2 separate regions of the Triticum aestivum genome follow, and region 2 is linked to region 1. The links are chromatin contacts, called in public Hi-C maps. All regions are on one chromosome and are shown on one strand. Each heading gives the region's core, a stretch centred on a gene start, on an enhancer-like site or on the middle of the called end of the contact. The rest is flanking DNA. Distances are from core to core; before and after follow the strand shown. Region 1 holds the start of LOC123085442 (oxysterol-binding protein-related protein 3A). Region 2 has its middle 120 kb from the start of LOC123081829.

Region 1 (2,700 bases), core at 115-2,614:
GCCTCCATCTGGGTTGATAACTTCAAGCCCTTCATAGCCAACCAACCTGTAGACAGCACAAAACTGTTCATTAATTGTTTGAAAGTACCAAGTAAAGAACACAAATTTCTTCAACTAAAAGAATATATATTTACAGGGGAGACAGATAGACATCTGACAGCAAGCACATTTCAGAAGAATTCAAGCCGCAAAATGCAAAAGAGAAGAATAAAGTGAAGAGATGCCAAATGATGTGCATGTCACTTTCGCAGTATGCCAAACTTAAATCTGCATCCACCACTTGCGCCGCAATTCAGTGCAGAGCACACCCTGTCTGCTTTGAATTGCACATACAGAAATTGCATGTACTTAACTTTCACAATATCCTATTTGAGGCATTACATGCTAGTATACTAGATATCCAGAAAAAGAATCAACTTCAACCGATTATTGACTACTCCCTCCGTTCCTAAATATAAGCCCTTTCGAATGTAGTCCGTATTGAAATCTCTAAAAAAAGGCTTATATTTAGAAACGGAGAGAGTATATCATACTAGTATTAGGTAGGAATTGCTTTTTCTACATGCTGAACACACAGATCAGTGATCTCTACAGTGTTTCTACAAAACAGCAACTAAGCTACTCACCGGACAGTGCAATCATTGAGCTACAACAAACGATAGTACGAGATCATGTAACACTACGATCGCTAAAGTCTCGAGCTTGGAACTCAAACGAAGCACGCAATTCCACAATTCGCCAAAATCAGCTCACGGGGCCGACACCAAGGAGCTGAGATCGCGCGTGGAAGCAACAGATCAAATGGCGGAGAGGCAGCGGTAAGCATATGCATAGTTCCCGAAGAAATCGGGAGAGCTCGAGGCGGATCTGAAGAGATCGGGTAGGTAGGTAGGTAGGCCGGCGCGGAGACTCACCCGTTGACCGATTTGTGCACGGCGGTGCCCCAGCTGCGCACGCCCGCGGCGATCGAGGAGAAGAAGCCTCCGCCACCGCCCGACGACGCGGCCAGGTCCTGGTCCTTGGACCCCATCGCCGGCGATCTGCGCGGTCGGAGGGAAGCTCCGGCGCAGAGGAGTCGGGGAGGGGGATATGCTAGGGTTTGGGACGGCGCACGCGGAGGGGGCGGCCGCTAACCCCTGCCTAGAGGAGGTGGTGGTAGAGGAGCGCTGCTGAGGAGAGAGCGGCAGCGATGGCGATGGCGACGTCGCCGTGTGGGAGCAGGAATACTAGAACGAGACGAGAGAATTTGGAACGGCCGCGGGTGGTGAGAAGAAAAGGCCGAGCAGTCGGCGAAGCGAACCGGCCGCTTGAAGCGCAACGTGGGTAGGCGAGATGACCAGGATGCCCTCGCTGATTCCGCCCCGTTTACAATTCCAACTCTGTCGCCGGTGGACCGTTGCCGTTTCTCACTCGCTACACCGGCGATTTCTTAGATAGTACTCCCTCCGTTCCAAATTAGATGACTTAACTTTATACTAACTTTAATACAAAATTGGGTCATCTATTTTGGAACGGTCCAAATTAGATGACTTAACTTTATACTAACTTTAGTACAAAGTTGGGTCATCTATTTTGGAACGGAGGGAGTACAAGTGTGCCCGTGCGTTGCGTTGCTCGGGTGACAGTGCCGTTAAACGAATGGCTTTTTTAGAATGAAAAGTATGAATAGTATCATGAGGTGACATTAAGACCTACAAAATTTTATTCAACCACCGGTAGGGTAGACGCATCAATCAGTCTTGTTTCGGTTTGATATGTTGATGTCCAAAAGCAGAATTTTAGTTCAGGGATTGCTCGGATCTGCTTCAACTCCATGCTTAACCAACTACGCGGATCGGAGGCCTCTCATAGTATAATTTGGTGAAATTGCCGAAGCTTAGCTTTGTGAAGTCGAATCATATAGCTTAATATGTTTACGACGACAATGCCATCGCCAAGTGGCATAACTTAGTTCTGAATCCCCCTTCTGAAGAACCCAGTCGAAGCGCTATTCATGACGCCGCCGTTGTTCCCTTCTCACAAGCTCGCCACCGCCAAACCGCCAACCCTCCACCTCACTCTATTTAGCTCGCCACCACTCCATTGCCTCCCTCTCCTACCGCCGTCCTCCTCCCTTCATCACCCTCTTCCACATCATTGGCCTCCTCCCCAGCGTCGCCCTCTTCCCCGACACAAACCACCTCCCCGCCGTCGGCCTATACTACGCTCGTGATCAACCCCTCAAGCAACAGAAGTTGACCAACATGTCCAAAACGGTGCATCTCCTCCACGGATGCTGGAGCGCCGTGCTGAAGCTTCAATATTTCTAGACATTTCAGAATAGGCTTATATGTATGTTTCTTTCCCTCAAGTTGCCGCCCAATGAAATATTTTAGCATTGTTAACTTCAGCTAGAAATATAGTATATCTGTTTTGGTAATAGCTCATCTAAATAAATGATGTTTTTCATTGGTATACTCTGCACGCAATCTTTCATCAACCTCCCACACATTGATATAAAATCACTGCCATTTGACATTCAATCACCAATTGTAATGAAACTTTTTATTCTATTTTTTGCTGTCTCTACAGGGAATATCAAGGTCACGGCTACCAGATTTTTAGTTAACATAATGTTACAATAAAGAAATTTAAGGATATGTTACAAACTTCAATGTCACTACATTTACAATCCATATGTGATAAACAATAGTGGCCCGT
Region 2 (2,700 bases), core at 198-2,697, 720 kb before region 1:
AAAGGAACACTACCTATCTTTTAGGTAGTAGAGATGTTTTTATTCATTAATTTCTTTTATATTTTCTTTTGTTCATATATTCAAAAGAACATTCTAAATATAGTCCCAAACTTAAATTTACTTTCAAATTTGGAAAACCATGAATATGATTTTTTTAATGTTGTGTGAACAAAGTTTTAGCATAATGTTTAAAGAATATTCAAAGAAAATGTTCTGACATTGAAAAATTGTCCACACAATTAGAAAAAAAAATTATACAATGTTAAAGCATTCATATAATTATAAAATAAAGTTTTGTACCATTAAAAAATGTCCATTTCATTAAAAACGTGTTACGACTTATGTTCGTGATTTTTTTCAAAAAAAGTATTTGTAAAATTTAAAAAATTCACATAGTTTTATAAAAAATGTTTGTATCATTAAAAAAACAACAATGTGTAATTAAAAAATATTTAGCACGTGTTCAAAAAGTGTTTTTAATAATATATATAATTTTTTAAAACATTTATAAAAACGTTTTAGTTGTATATAGAAAAAATAAAAAGTGCATAAAATAGATGTCAAAACTTATGTTTTCAAAAATTCTAATCATATGTCTTAAAATGTTAAGCATGTATGAAAAATGTGGACATGTGTTGGAAAAAGTAAGTAAATAAAAAAAACAAAGAAAGTCGGTCAAAAGCGAGGAGAGAAAGAAAGAAAACCAAAGGAAAATATGAAAGAAATGAAGAAAAAAACTAATTAAACCAGAGAAAATCCAAAGAAAATGTTGTAAACGGCGAAAAAACCGATAAAAACCAAGTAGAAAAAAACTCGCATCCAGCTACAGTACTGTGCCGGCCTAGTAGCACAATGTCAGAGGCGAGACGGAACTAAGTCCTGCGACAGGCGAGAAATAACCTTGGCGCGGCAGAAGAGGTATCAGTACCCATGCTTTACACGGGCTGTCGTCCGTGCAGTGCAATAGCGAGGCCTTACCCTATTTCTGTTTCTTTTTGACAAGAATGGGACCTTAACTTACCTTATTGTTCTTCTTGTGCTGAAGCCTTACCCTATGTTTTTCTGTGGCTTGTAAATATTCAGGAGTTTTGCTCCAAAAAAACCATTCAGGAGTTGACCATCAGTTGGAACTCTTTGCTTTTCACTTTTTTCTGATTATTATATACAGGAAACGTTCAGCATATATGAAATGGTCAGGTCAATGTCAGGTAAAGAAAAATGGCATTTGTATTTGTCAACCTAAAACAATCAAGGAACCTATACTAGGCGTTGCATTGCACTCAAACAAGATATTCAGATGAAACGCCGCCTACAGATTTCAGTTCTCAACGAGGCTGCCAGGAAGGTTACTGTCACAGAACATATTCACCATTAAAAAATGGAATGATGCATGCATGCAAAAAATACTCCTCGCAGAAGTGCCTAGTGCATCTCTACACGTCGCATCAACGCGTAATCGAGCGCGAGTGAGAACGCGCTGGGCGAGTCCAAGACGGCTGCTCAGTCGACCATCCCGGTCAAACTCAAACAGATGGTGTGTCCAAAGTCTAAACCCACAACACCGCGTGGCACTCTAGCTAGAGCAGAACCTTCCATCGCATGGGCCTTCTTGCACGAAAATGACCACCCCATCTGCTTGTTTAATTACTTCAGAATGGTCCTTTTTTGCGAGAGATGGCAGTATAAAAATAACAGCCTTTCACTATCAGAAATATGATAAGTGCCATGCGGTCCCTTTATAACCATTTAACCTTATTATCGGGCAGCATCGAGCCGTCAAGATTACCGACGGAGCGGGTAAACCTTGGGATTGGTCATTTTGGTTAGGAGATACTGTAGTAGCTGCAGCCGTTTGCACAAAGACTAGACTACGGCACGGATTCATTGTTCTTCACGTGTTCGTTCGTGGCATGCCACCTCATTTACCTGGCCAACTTGGACTCGAACTCGGAAAAGCAACTGCCTCGCTAGCTGCCGCCACTTGCGAGAGAGCCAGCAAAACCATGCTCTGATGCGTGGAACGCGCCGAGTTGCCGGCTTGCCATTAAACATCGCTTACGCACGTGGTGTGCTTGGCTTCTTTTATCGGCGTTGAAGGATTATCAAGAATAAATCAAAAATCTTTCTATACTGATCAGTTCAATTAGCGGTAACTGTTGCTAGGAGGAATAATGTAATTAGTTATAATATGCTGTTCTAAATAAAATGAAGCCTGAAAGAAACACTAGTAATTAACAAGGTCGGTCGGCAAGAGATGGATTCAGTTATGCTCACCTCCCGTGGATCCAGTTTTGACTGTTTGCGATGCTCCAGCGTCATCAGCGTGCACGTTTCGTAGGAATAACATCGGGGAAGCACATGGCTTAACTACACCTGATGCAATGGGGGAAGAACTTGGATAGCCGGCTCATAAAATCCATTTGGTCACCCGCAAAGCGATGTATTCAACGTCAATCCGCACCAACGCGGCTGGTGACAATAAACAAACTAATCAAGCACCATTCCGGTGTGGACCGCCTTGCTGTGACGCCGCACCAATTCAGCGACACTGTAGCCACCGTCACCAACCGCTAAGCAGCCTATGCTCCATTGACCTACATATATGTATGCTCCTAGCCCAACATAGTTAACTACTGGAGAGAGAGATAGCAGAAAGATCACAAGAGACCCGCAATCAGTTTTTGTGTCAATGGGTCCTTA

What was found. A called contact is a pair of places that touch in the nucleus more often than the background predicts.
Region 2: a Hi-C map of leaf shows a contact between it and region 1, with 4 times the contacts expected there. The contact joins the enhancer-like site here to the promoter of LOC123085442 in region 1. A contact is called at or near these places in 2 of 5 Hi-C or Micro-C datasets (both in leaf) and 1 of 1 datasets of contacts at active chromatin or transcription factors (leaf).

The regions. Positions count from the first base shown.
Region 1 is chr4A:105,187,297-105,189,996 of IWGSC CS RefSeq v2.1, reverse strand. LOC123085442 (oxysterol-binding protein-related protein 3A) reads right to left here and starts at 1,364. Exons shown (of 10, transcript XM_044507072.1): 1 at 915-1,364; 2 at 1-46. The coding sequence starts at 1,030.
Region 2 is chr4A:105,907,953-105,910,652 of IWGSC CS RefSeq v2.1, reverse strand. No RefSeq gene overlaps it. Among protein-coding and RNA genes, the nearest start is that of LOC123081829, 120 kb to the left of the region's middle. Within about 2 kb of position 1,447, at least 3 of the 8 cell types and tissues checked have an H3K27ac peak or open chromatin away from gene starts, as enhancers often do. A contact at or near this core is called in leaf, where this site is marked.